Linked DNA regions of Mus musculus: region 2 is linked to region 1. A link is a contact called in public HiCAR-type data. All regions are on one chromosome and are shown on one strand. Each heading gives the region's core, a stretch centred on a gene start, on an enhancer-like site or on the middle of the called end of the contact. The rest is flanking DNA. Distances are from core to core; before and after follow the strand shown. Region 1 holds the start of Blvrb (biliverdin reductase B (flavin reductase (NADPH))). Region 2 holds the start of Clip3 (CAP-GLY domain containing linker protein 3).

Region 1 (5,814 bases), core at 943-3,442:
TCCCAAGTGCTGGGATTAAACACTTGCACCACCACCACCACCCAGCTAGCAACCTCTGTTTATCTGTTACTCTTATTTGTGTGTGTGCATGTATGGAAGTCAGAGGTCAAGTTCTTCTGAGTTGGTTCTCTCTTTCTGGGGATTTAACTCAGGTTGTCAGGTACCTTTACCCACTGACCTATCTGTCTAGCCCGCAACCATTGCTTCAATATTGGTCTTCTTTTCTCTTTTCTTTATTTATTTTACAGATATTTAGGTCTTTGACTGTAGATGACACAGTATTTGGTCACATCACTGTGGTATGTGGTAGACCTGGCTGTTTAAATACACAGGATGAACCCAGAGTCTGTTTGTTAGACCCTTGGTCCTACAAAATGACATTGAGGGACTAAAACCCAAGCCCTTCCTAGCTACTTGTTTTCCTTGACTGTGCAGTTTCTTGGGCACGCTAGGCCGCTAGGCCGTGGGGCCTACTGAGCCACGCCCCCCTCAAGCCTCTTCTCACAGGTGGATCCCAGGCAGGCGTTTCATCTCTGAGAGCTATATCCCCTAATCCCTTCCTGCCTTTTTTTTTTTTTTTTTCCTTTTTCTTTTCTTTTTTTTTTCCTCTTCCTGTTTCTGACAGGTTTTTCTGAGCCACAGGGAGAAAAAGGCCAGGCCTCCCGGAAATCCTTCGTGTAGTTCCGACTGTGACCAGCAGGGAGAGCCATCAGTAAACAGTGGTATTGGGGATTAAGGTATTTAACAGGATACTCCACAAATTCATGGTGACACAGCATTTGTCAACTTCTCTCTTCCTTTCCCTGTTCCTCCCTAGAAATGATTTATCAGCAGCTTGCTTTTGTTTTGTTGTTTTGACATAGGGTCTAAGGTTGCCCACGATGGCCTTGAACTTGCTGCGCAGCCAAGGATAGGTTTGATCTCCTGAGTCTCCTACCTCTGCCTCTCCAGGGGTGGGGGAAATTACAGGTCTACACCACCACAGCCAGCCTGTAGTTTGTTTTCTCTGGGAGGCCCAGGGCGCTCTCCTTTGCCACGAATTAAGGCCCTCATTAAGTCCCTGGGGGAAAGGATAGCCCATGGGGGGCGGGGGGATGGAACTTCTAGAAAAAGCCTCACCCAAAGCAGGAGCTGTGCTGGGAACCAGCAGGGACTGGGCTCTTTGTGGCCTCCACCCTTTTGGGGCACTCTGATAGTCAATATCTTAAGAATCGCCAAGGCTAGCAAGGGTGTGGCTCTTTATCTGGAACTTTCACGTCTGGTCCAGAGTTAACTTCTAGACTGAGGAGCCAGGGGATGATGGGGGATCCTGCGCCCTCCCCTCGGGAGGCCCCAAAGCTCAATGTCCTTCCCAGGACTTCAGTTCTTGGACTGCCCCTCTCTTATAGGGTGATCACCTCCATTCTCTTTGAAGTAAGTTGCTGCCTAACCTTTTCGATTTTCTGTTCCAGTGACCAAACTATGAGCCTGCAGACAGTTTTTTAGTGCTTAAGACCACGGACCGGAGTTCAAATCCCGACACAGCCATGTACCAGCAAGTCCTCTCCGCCTCAGTTTTCTTATGTGTCAAGTGGGGTAACACACTAGTTCCCATTCCAAATGAGGGTCACCAGAATTTTAACACGTGTAAGGAGATGGCCCGGCTGGCTGGATGCCAAGCTAGTCCTGGCTCAGAAAACCCTTTCTGGGTGTGCTAACTAGGACCACCACCACAGTTACGACATTTCATAAGAACCCCTGGTTTGCATAGAACTGTCAGAGGAGTCCTCCAGGTTCCCACAGTTAATTCCTTTACGCCTTGAACCCACATAACGCTGAATGTCAGAGTCCTCCATTTGTGCCCCCGTGACCACTTGCTGGCCCACAGGCTGGGGCACACACCGCCCCGTGTGGTCTCCGCCCGGCCCCCAGGACGACTTTTCCCAAAACTCCGCCCGGTGTTCATGACTTCCCCCACCCGCCCCGGCTCCTGCCTGCTTGCACCGCCTGCGCCAGTGTGGTGAGCCCGGTCCTGCCGGTGGCACCGAAGATCGCGATCTTCTTGACAGTCATGCTGCGGGGTCCAGGGCCGGAAAAGCTGAGAACTCCGAGGACGCGCGGGAACACAGTGGCTGCGAGGAGGCGCGCTGCGGGTCCTCCTCGACCCAGAAGGAGGGGGCGGGACCAGACAAGGTTCCAGCCTCCGCCTCACCCTCCTAATTTGGGTTCAAAGGGCGGGACCGAGGCGACCACGCCTCCCGCTGGAAAGAGCATGAGTAGGCGGAGGAGTCAAATTGCATTTCCAGAGCCCCTTCTCCGATAGGCGCTTAGACGTAGAAGCCACGCCCCTTCTAGGGAAGGGAGTGGGCGGTGCTAGAGCAGTTTGTCACTTAGCGCTCTGCCTACTAGAGACAGCCACCCTTAGTGGGCGGGGCTGAGCGGGGCGGGGCCGGCCGGGGCGTTACGCCCACCGTGCTCTCTTTGCTCACGCCCCCTTACAGACAGGCTCTGAGATGGTACTTCCCTCTACCAAAGCGTCCTCCCAACAAGCAAGAGGGGTGTGTGGGGTGATTTTGTGCCTGTGTGACCCTCAGTGACCACAAGGGACAGCATGGTTGTGGGCGACACCCGGTTTCATTCCTTGTGTTGCAATGTGAGTTGTGTATAGAGATCATTAATGTTATTTGGCGTCCATGGGGGTGATACTGTGAGGGGTACTCAGCCTGTGTGATATGGTAAGCTGTAATGGAGTGTGATACTTTCGGATTGGGAAGGTTTGGGACACCACATGGGTGCGTGATATGATCCCATTTATGTGTGACTGTGTGTGACATCAACTGAGATTCCTTTTGTGTCTTGTTGAGGCTCTGATGTATGGGTGTGTAGCAACACAGGGTGTGTCATCTTTTGTGCCTAGGCAACTGGTGTGACATTTTAAGCGTGTAAGACTATGCGATTGTGAACTTTGTGTTGTGTGAGCGTAGATACTCTGTGACACCTTGGAGGTGTGTGACATGCCTGACTGTATGTGCTATTGGTGGTGGTGGCTGTATGTGAGTGTGTCACAGTGCGTGGTCCTGCAGAGCACTATTCCATCCTGTGATACTGTTCAAGTGATTTCATGTGACCCTTATTGTGGTGGTGGCAGTATTTGAGTAACAATGTATGTACGATCCTGCAGGGCACTATTTACTGTATTGGTAACTACTGGTGATATCTGAGTGTCACTGTCAGTGGTGGCTATATCAGAGTGTGTCACAGTGAATGACCCTGCAGGACACATTCCAGAGAGGAAAACATTGCAAGTGACTGCGTGTGACAGACAGTTAGAAGGTTTGACCCTGACTGACCCCTTACGAAGGAGTGACACCATGAGAGTGTGCATGTGGAGAGAGTGTGTATGACGTTGCCAGGGGCCCGGTGTGTGAGTGGCAGTGTGGGAGTGTGTGACGCTGCCTCGAGCGCTCGCGAGCGCGGCTGTGCATCACACGCGTGGCCCGGTGTGTGACAGCGCGGGCGGCGGGGCGGCGTGCGGGAGGGGTCCCGGGGGCGTGCGGAGCGGCTGCGGCGCGTGGGGGGAGGCGCGGCGGCGGCGGCGCATGCGGATCTGGCCGAGCGGCGGGCCGGTGGGGCCGAACAGAGCCGGGCCCGGCCCGGCGACGAACGCCCGCAGGGAGGGCGGTGCTGCGCGGCGAGCATCCGGGACCGCATCGGCGGCCGGCGCCCAGGTGAGCGGCGGTGCGGACGGCGGCCCCTCCCCAGCATCTCCCCACCTGGCCCAGCATCCTCCCCCACAAGCTGGCGACCTGAGCCCTCGGATCTGTTTAGCCGGATAGAGGCTTGCGATCCAATGAACCCCTCACCCTCACCTAGCTCAGCCACTGAACCAGGCGTGGGTCACCCCAAGGCCTTGTCCTTCCCAGGCCCCCCTCCTCCGCACGGTGACTGGACCACAGGGGCAGAGAGGCGCGGCTTTGGAAGGGTTAAAGCCTCGGATCCCACTCTCAGCTCAGCTCCCCACCGGCTCTTGCTGGATCCCGCAGGACCCCTTTCCCTTTGCACCCCGGAAAGGCCAGAGCTGCAAGCTGGGCCCACAGAGAGCTCGCCAAGTGCTAAGCGCCTCCTCTGGCCCAAGTATCCTCCATTGGGGAAACAGTTGTGACCACCCATTAATAGGAAAGGAAATCAAAGCACAGAGAAACCGAGTTCCACACCGCCAGAATAAAGCATTGAACCCATCTCTTTTTTGACTCTTGACCAGACCCCCGGACTTGCTAAGATATGAGACCAAAGAGGGAAAACTCAGAGCTGGCTGGCTGTGTGTGTCAGTGGTGGAGCACATGGCTGTGTGAGGCTCTGGATGGAATTCAGACACTATGAGAAGAAAAGAATAAGGAGAGCTATGGATTGAGGCTTGGCGTGTACCAGATCCCATGGTTGCTGAGTGAGCAACTCATTTCATCTCCAGACCTCTGTAGGATTTTCACAGATGAAGACCAGATAGGGCAAGTGACTTGGCTGGGGTCACACAGGTAGCCATGTGGTCACTTACAGCTTTCTATGAAAGAAGAGAAGAGCAGTGGTTTTAGGGTGCCCACTTAAAGGAATAATCTACTGTTGGCCACAATCTACCACCTACTTAGCGTCTTAAACTCTCCTGAGTTTGAGGCCTTCTGAGTCTTTTTTTGTATGTCTTGTTTTGTTTTGTTTTTCGAGACAAGGTTTCTCTGTGTAGCTCTGGCTGTCCTGGAACTCACTCTGTAGACCAGGCTGGCCTCGAACTCAGAAATCCACCTGCCTCTGCCTCCCAAGTGCTGGGATTAAAGGCGTGCGCCACCATGCCCGGCCATCTGGGTCTTTTGAAAAGAAGTGTATTATTCTATTTTTACAGTCTTAGAAGTAGGACTGGGGTGTGTATGTGGGGGTTGTGTTGGAGACATACTTGATGTCACCTACCCTCTAAAATAGGTATTTATGATGTTCAGGGTTCAGGAGGAAGACAGTAGTACATCAGGCAGCTATTGGTACGGGAATGCTGCTGTGTAACAAAGCACCCTTCCCAACTCACTGTCATAAAACACTAAGCATTTACTTAGCTGTAAAGTCAAGAGTTTAATAACTTAGGCTAGACCTGATTGTTCAGTTTTTCAGGCCTCAACTGGCATACTCAAGTTTTAGAGTTGTCATAGTGATGGGGGGGGCGGTATCATTAGCTGCTGTAGCTGGCTTTGGCTGGAGAGTTTGTGGTCCTGGACCTAGTCTAGTCTAGCATCACACTTAGCCCAAGCGATCTCTTTAATTAAGGCTCAGGACTGGCCAGCTATTTCCTCCCACTCAACTCCTGCTGGTCCAAGCAAGTCACATGTTAGAAGCCAGGGTCAAAGAGAAAGACACATCCCTAGGCACCCATAGACCTTTCGTCCCTCGGACGTTGGAGAACAAAAGGGTTACACAGCAAAGGGTGGTGACTGCAGGGGTGAATATAGAGAATTAGCTCTATAACTCATGCAAGTGGGTGGACTCCTCCATGCCTCAGTGTTCACATCTATAAAATGGGCCAATGATAACTGATCACTAAGGAGTTAAACACTTGAATGCGTATAAAATCCAGAGCAAGGCAAGGGCTCAGGTATGTTCACTCTTGTCATTACTGCTGCGTTGTGGAGCTCTGTGAAGCTCTCTGTGTTAGTGTTCACCAAAGAATACCGTGACTGGTGGGCTGTAGCTGGCTCTAACACGGATCACTGCAGCTGCTCTCTGAAGTGGCCAGGCTGAAGGTTGTTATTTTAGCGGCTTAATTTTTTTAAAAAAAGATTTATTCATCATTTAGTAAGA
Region 2 (5,814 bases), core at 1,218-3,717, 2.8 Mb before region 1:
CGATTCCTCCTGCCCCATCCCCCAACTCTCTGAACCTAGCACTAGTTTCTGAATCTCACAGCCCCTGGGCGCTGCCAGCCAACGCCTTCGCTGGAGAGGTCCTCACGCCTCTCCCCCACATCCAGTCGGGGCTGAGCGCCATCTCTCTCTCTCTAATCAGAAGCCAGAAGGAGCTTTCAAGGTTGTCAATCAAGAGCCAGTGGGATGGCTCTGCTGGTAAAGGCCTGTCACCAAGCCAGATGACCCAACTTCGATCCCGGGGATTCACGGGGTAAAAGGAGAGAAAGAGCTACAGAAATGTGTCATCTGACTGGCACACAGATGCCATGGCATGCACGTGCAAGCACACACAAAATCAACTAAAACGTAATTAACAAGGCTGCCCTACTCTATTTTTAGACTGCACACATGCACACACTGTTCTCTCCTTTTCACACTCAGAAAACAGGGAAAGCCCTTGGTGTGGCCTGGAAGTCCCTCCCAGACCTGTCCCCATTTCTGATTACTCCCTAAATGCAGCTTTGTGGTCTTGCAATTCCAAATGCATTTCTGCCCCTGGGCCTTTGCACATATTCTTCTACATTTCTGCCCCCGGGCCTCTGCACACACTTCTGCATTCCTGCCCCCGGGCCTTTGCACACACTCTTCTGCATTCCTGCCCCCGGGCCTTTGCACACACTCTTCTACATTTCTGCCCCCGGGCCTTTGCACACACTCTTCTGCATTCCTGCCCCCGGGCCTTTGCACACACTCTTCTGCATTTCTGCCCCAGCCTTTGCACACACTCTTCTGCATTCCTGCCCCAGGCCTTTGCACACACTCTTCTGCATTCCTGCCCCCGGGCCTTTGCACACACTCTTCTGCATTTCTGCCCCAGCCTTTGCACACACTCTTCTGCATTCCTGCCCCAGGCCTTTGCACACACTCTTCTGCATTCCTGCCCCCGGGCCTTTGCACACACTCTTCTCCAACTGGAGCTATTGGTCCAAGCTGCTTACAGCTGCTTCCTCCTGGTGCTTCTGGCCTCAGTCTGCAATGCACCTAATCAGAAAGAGCCAGCAACTACCCGCGTCTTCTGCTGGATGTCTCGCCTTTTGATACTTTGACAGCACACACTCCACTGTGCACAGTGAAGGTAGTATGTCCCTTCACTTGTTGGGTCTCTCTGAGAGCAAGGCTGATGCCTGAATCCTCCGTCCTCCACGAATGAAGACACTTCGTTTCCCCAGTTCCTCTCAGCTCCTCCCTCACACCCCTCCACCCCAGACCCTTGACTCCTGTGTTTAATTCTCCTGCAGCCTCCTCCTCCCTGCTCCGACCTGGGTTTTCCCCACATGCTACCTCTTAAGGGGAACCCTGTCTTTAAAAGCTCTTGCAGCATTCTGTGCTTGATAAAATCAATCTCATTGTCTCCTGTAATCTCATATTTAGCCTCATTTGTGGGACTGCGATTGGGGAGTTCTCTTGGCAAAGTCTTAGGAAAATCTTGCTCTGTGCTGTAGCTCCAGTTCCTAGCATAAAGTTAGGCTCGCAGTAGCTTCCAGACAGTGTTTGTTGAATGACTAAACGACTGAATTGATATGTCATGAATGGAGGACTAGAATTTTTCCAACCCCCATTCTCTAACAGATGATAGTGTAATTAACGAAGGAGAGCAGTCTAAAGGGCTCATCAACTAAGACTCCAGTGGACCACCTTCAGCATGCCCCCATCATCACCATCAACACAGCTCAGCCAAGCCACCCACCATCACCTAAAGCTCCAGACTAGATTCTAGGGTGGGGACAGTGGTTACCGTAGTCTTTGGGGAGCGGAGCAGGTGCTGAGGGGTGCACAACTGGCTTCTGCCGGCGCTCCTGGGTGGGGCTGGGGGCTTCTGGAACTGGTTCGTCTTCTTCCTCCTCCTCTTCCTCCTCCCCTCGGGGCGGAGGGGCCATTGGGGCAGGATCCGTCTTAGTCATGGTCCTCTGTAGCCCTTGGGGGCCTGTGCAAAGTTGGGGGGGTGGCCTGGAGGCAAACCCTTAAGATATAGGTCAGCATGAGAGGGCTCCCCACAGCGCGGGGGTCCAAGCCCCTTCAAGAGCCACGGGCGGCCCCCTAGTCCCCAGCTCTGGATTTGGGCAACCAAAGGGATCCCCGTTACTCGTTAGAAGGCCCAGGGATATGGGCCCCAATGCCTGCCACTTCTCTCAGGCCCAGCCTCCCATTCTTCTCTTCGGGTGCCAGGCCCCTGGGTCTCGGCCGCCCCCTCCCGGGGTTTGTTTATCTAGGGATGCAGGATGCTTCGCCCCTCCCCTTCTCCCCAGCCTCCCATCTTACCTCAGATGGCGCCGATTGGAGAGCAAGGCTGGGACTGAAGAGAGTTCAGGAGTATCGGGGTGTCAGTGTCGGGGGACGAGATGGGGGACGAGAGGGAGACAGAGAGAAGGGGACGAGGCCCAGACGCTGGCGGGGGATGGGGATGGAGAAGGAGGGGCGCTGGCGGAGCATGCGCAGTGACAAGACGCGGGGGAGGAGAAGCTGGGAGACAGAGCGCTGAGGCAGACGCTGGAGGCCACGGGAAGGGGCTAGACACTCGGGATCTCCAGAGGAATGGGAGATAGTCCCCTGGAAGGATGTGACAAACATAGAGTTGGAACAGGATGAGGTAGACAGAAGGACTAAAAAGACATGGGTGGGAACGGGTGTTTTCCTCCACTTAGCAAACCAGGTCGTGTTTAGCAGTGGTGAGTCTGGTACTGTGTCAGCCCTTTGTAAACTTCAGTCCTACTCCTTCTATGCTCATCCCACGTCCCACGTAAAGGGAGGGCCACATTTTTCTCTTCACTCTTACCCTCATCACCCAGGACAGAAAGGTTAGCCACCTGCTCAAGGATGGTGGTACTTGAACCAAGCTTTGTGGTTGCGGTAGTGTAGAGAGGTGACCAACGGTCTCTGGGTGCCATCTCTAAAAATATGTATCACTTCTAGCTCAGGGCCACCTCAGCCTCACACCTGCCTGGCCTTATCTATTACACCACAAATCACCGTGGCTTCGGCCTTCCACCTCTTCCTTCTAATGGGCAGACTGGGAATTTCCTCTTCGAGATAGTTCCAGAATTTTATCCTGCCTCTCCCTGCCTGGACCAGCCTCAGCCTCCTCTATTCTCTCTGTCCTCAGCCTGGCTGAACTGGTGCCGTAATAACAAGCTCTGCCTCTGGACCTTGCTGGACTCAGACACATTTGCTTGCCTGACACCAACCCCAGCAATAGCCAGTGTTAGTAGGTATGGTACAGGCCTACAACCCTGGCACTTAGGAGGCTGAAGACGGAGGCCTTGGATCCAGAGCCAACCTGGGCAACATAGCAAGAACCAATTACAATCGCTTCCTCCTCCACCTCCTCTTCCTCTTCTTTCTCTTCCTCTTCCTCCTCTTCCTCCTCACACACACACTCTCCAGTGTGGTCCACCATAGCCCACCATGTCCCTACATGACCTTGCCTGTCACCTCTCCATCTTCACCTTCCCTTAGGATCCACTTAGTTCACTTCACTACATCTGTACCACATCCTCACAGTCTCTTCTGCCTAGGAACTCTTCCCACAGACACCTGGATGGTTCCCTCCCTTCCCTCTTAGTATTTTACCCATAAGTACCTTTTCAGTGACATCTTTGCTCTTTATAAAAATTGTACCCACCCCCTTAGGTGTTCTCTAGGGCAATCCAGCCGTCCTCACTGTGATGGCCCAGATGGTAGGGGCTCTGCAGAGTTGCTCTTACCCTGGCCCAAGTGCCCTCCAGACAGGCTCCCTCTCCACCCACGTGTCACAGACACACTGCTGTCAGCCCCTCTCCTTCAGTCTTGATTGGCTCGGAGTGATTTGGTTTATTAGTTAACTAGTTCACCTTCTTCTCAAGCAGACATGAACTCAAAGGCAGGCATGGTTTGAGGCTGTGTCACCCCACAACAGGTGTTAGCAGGCCTGCTCATTTGTGACACGGTTGCAAATGGCCTAAGCTAGCCTTGAACTTGCTGTCATTCTCCTGCCCCTGCCTTCCTCTTGGTAGGATTACAGGATTACAGGCCTATTTTGGTTGGCGGGTGCTGGATGGAACTCGGGGTGGGGTGGGGGGTGGCTCTTATAGGCAAGCCCTCTACTGCAAGGCCACTCCTACACCCCCACAGATACAGAAGGCTCTTTAACACTGGACCCTGGTTTAAAGCAGAGACCCTGCAGGTGGAGCCAGTGTCCTGGTTGCCAGTCCCAGAGGCTCTCAGACAGTACAATGGACGCTTGTGTGCGCAGGCCAGCAGGCTCTCCCAGTACAGCTGCCACACCAGCTGTTCCAAAGCTCACAGCTGTGCCCGGTGCTGCTCTTGGTGTCTCTGAACCTGTGAACTCGTTGTTTCGGCACCCCATGAGTAGCCTGGTGTTGGTCAGGGGCTCCAAGCCCTGGCACTGTGGAAGCAAGTAGGAAGGACAATAGCGGCTGCTGCCTCAGGGTCTCCCCAGAGATGGAGGTCCCAGCACCATGAAATATACTGAGCCAGAGGCTGTGTGGCTGGGCTCCAGGGGCGCAGGGGAAACTTCCTGTCCAGGAGGAAAGGGTAGTGCCTCAGGCTTCTTGGTGTTCCTGGTTCTTGGTTCTGGAAGACAGGATGGAAGGGAGGGGTTAGAACATCAGAGCAGTCAGTGCTCCCAGGGGCATTCCTCTGGGTGTTAAGGGCTGGGGTCAGCTTCTACAGGGACCTCCCTTAGAGGGGAAGACTGAGGGGCAGAATCGAAGAGGGGCTTGCCTTGGTGGGTGGGGGCTGGAGCCCAGATTCTATGGTTATTCCCTAGTGGAGAAGGCTGGGATCAGTCTCTGCAGGGACCTCCTTACCTTGTCAGTTGATGCCCTGGAGACGGTGGAGGATACCGCATCAGGCTGCAGGGAGTGAACTCCCCATCGCCATTGGAAGCAGGAGGGTGTGGAATGCTCACTTGCTCAAGTACTAGGGGCAGCTGGACACCCAGTGCTCACTGCCCATGTGCTGCAGACAGGCCTACAGCCTGGACCATCCTTCAGGGGAACTTGCAACATGGTGGATGCGTGCTACAGTTTCCCATATCCCCTGACCTGAGGATATTCATACCCAAGGGCCCTGAGCATGGCTCCAGGTTCATGCCTCCCACCCAGGCTGGCTCTCCAATGTGCACATCCTATTTTGGGGGCTCCATTATCAATCATCTCCCCTGCTCCTCTCATCCCAACTTGATTCCTCCTTCTTCCAGCTGGGTTCTATCGTGGCTGTCCACTGCCAGCCTCCAATTCTGTTCCTGTGCATGACTTTGAGAGAGAAGTTTATAAAATTTGATATATAGGATATGAGAGTCTGAAGCCAAGGGAAAACACTTCCTTCTTATCTATACAACAGGGATTCTTCCGCAATATAATCTGTGTGTATATGTGCATGCACACTCACACACACATCCAAGAAACATCCACCTACAGCTGGACATGGCGGAACACATAAGCCCAGCATTAAGGAAACTGGGTGTCTTAGTTAGGATTTTACTGCTGTACAGAGACACCATGACCAAGGCAACTCATAAACAGCATCTAATTGAGGCTGGCATACAGAGTCAGAGGTTCAGTCCATTATCATCAACACGGGAGCATGGCAGCATCCAGGCAGGCATGGTGCAGGAGGAGCTGAGAGTTCTACACCTTCATCTGCAGGGCTTTATTGGAAGCTTCCAGGCAGCTAGGGTGGGGGTCTTAAGCCCACGCCCACAGCAACACACACACACACACATTGAGAGAAAGGGAGACCAATATTTCTAAGAAT

Evidence for each region. HiCAR-type assays count read pairs that join an accessible place to other places.
Region 2: a contact with region 1 is called in a HiCAR-type map of astrocytes, with 4 times the contacts expected there. The contact joins the promoter of Clip3 here to the promoter of Blvrb in region 1. A contact is called at or near these places in 1 of 115 datasets of contacts at active chromatin or transcription factors (astrocytes) and 1 of 9 other capture datasets (pancreatic islet).

The regions. Positions count from the first base shown.
Region 1 is chr7:27,444,356-27,450,169 of GRCm38.p6, reverse strand. Blvrb (biliverdin reductase B (flavin reductase (NADPH))) reads right to left here and starts at 2,192. Exons shown (of 5, transcript NM_144923.3): 1 at 1,974-2,192. The coding sequence starts at 2,052. Sptbn4 (spectrin beta, non-erythrocytic 4) reads left to right here and starts at 3,581. Exons shown (of 36, transcript NM_032610.2): 1 at 3,581-3,707.
Region 2 is chr7:30,288,348-30,294,161 of GRCm38.p6, reverse strand. It overlaps Clip3 (CAP-GLY domain containing linker protein 3), which reads right to left and starts at 2,467. Exons shown (of 14, transcript NM_001360763.1): 1 at 2,320-2,467; 2 at 1,796-2,007. The coding sequence starts at 1,961. It overlaps Thap8 (THAP domain containing 8), which reads right to left. Exons shown (of 3, transcript NR_144498.1): 3 at 3,925-4,629. It also overlaps the pseudogene Gm50588.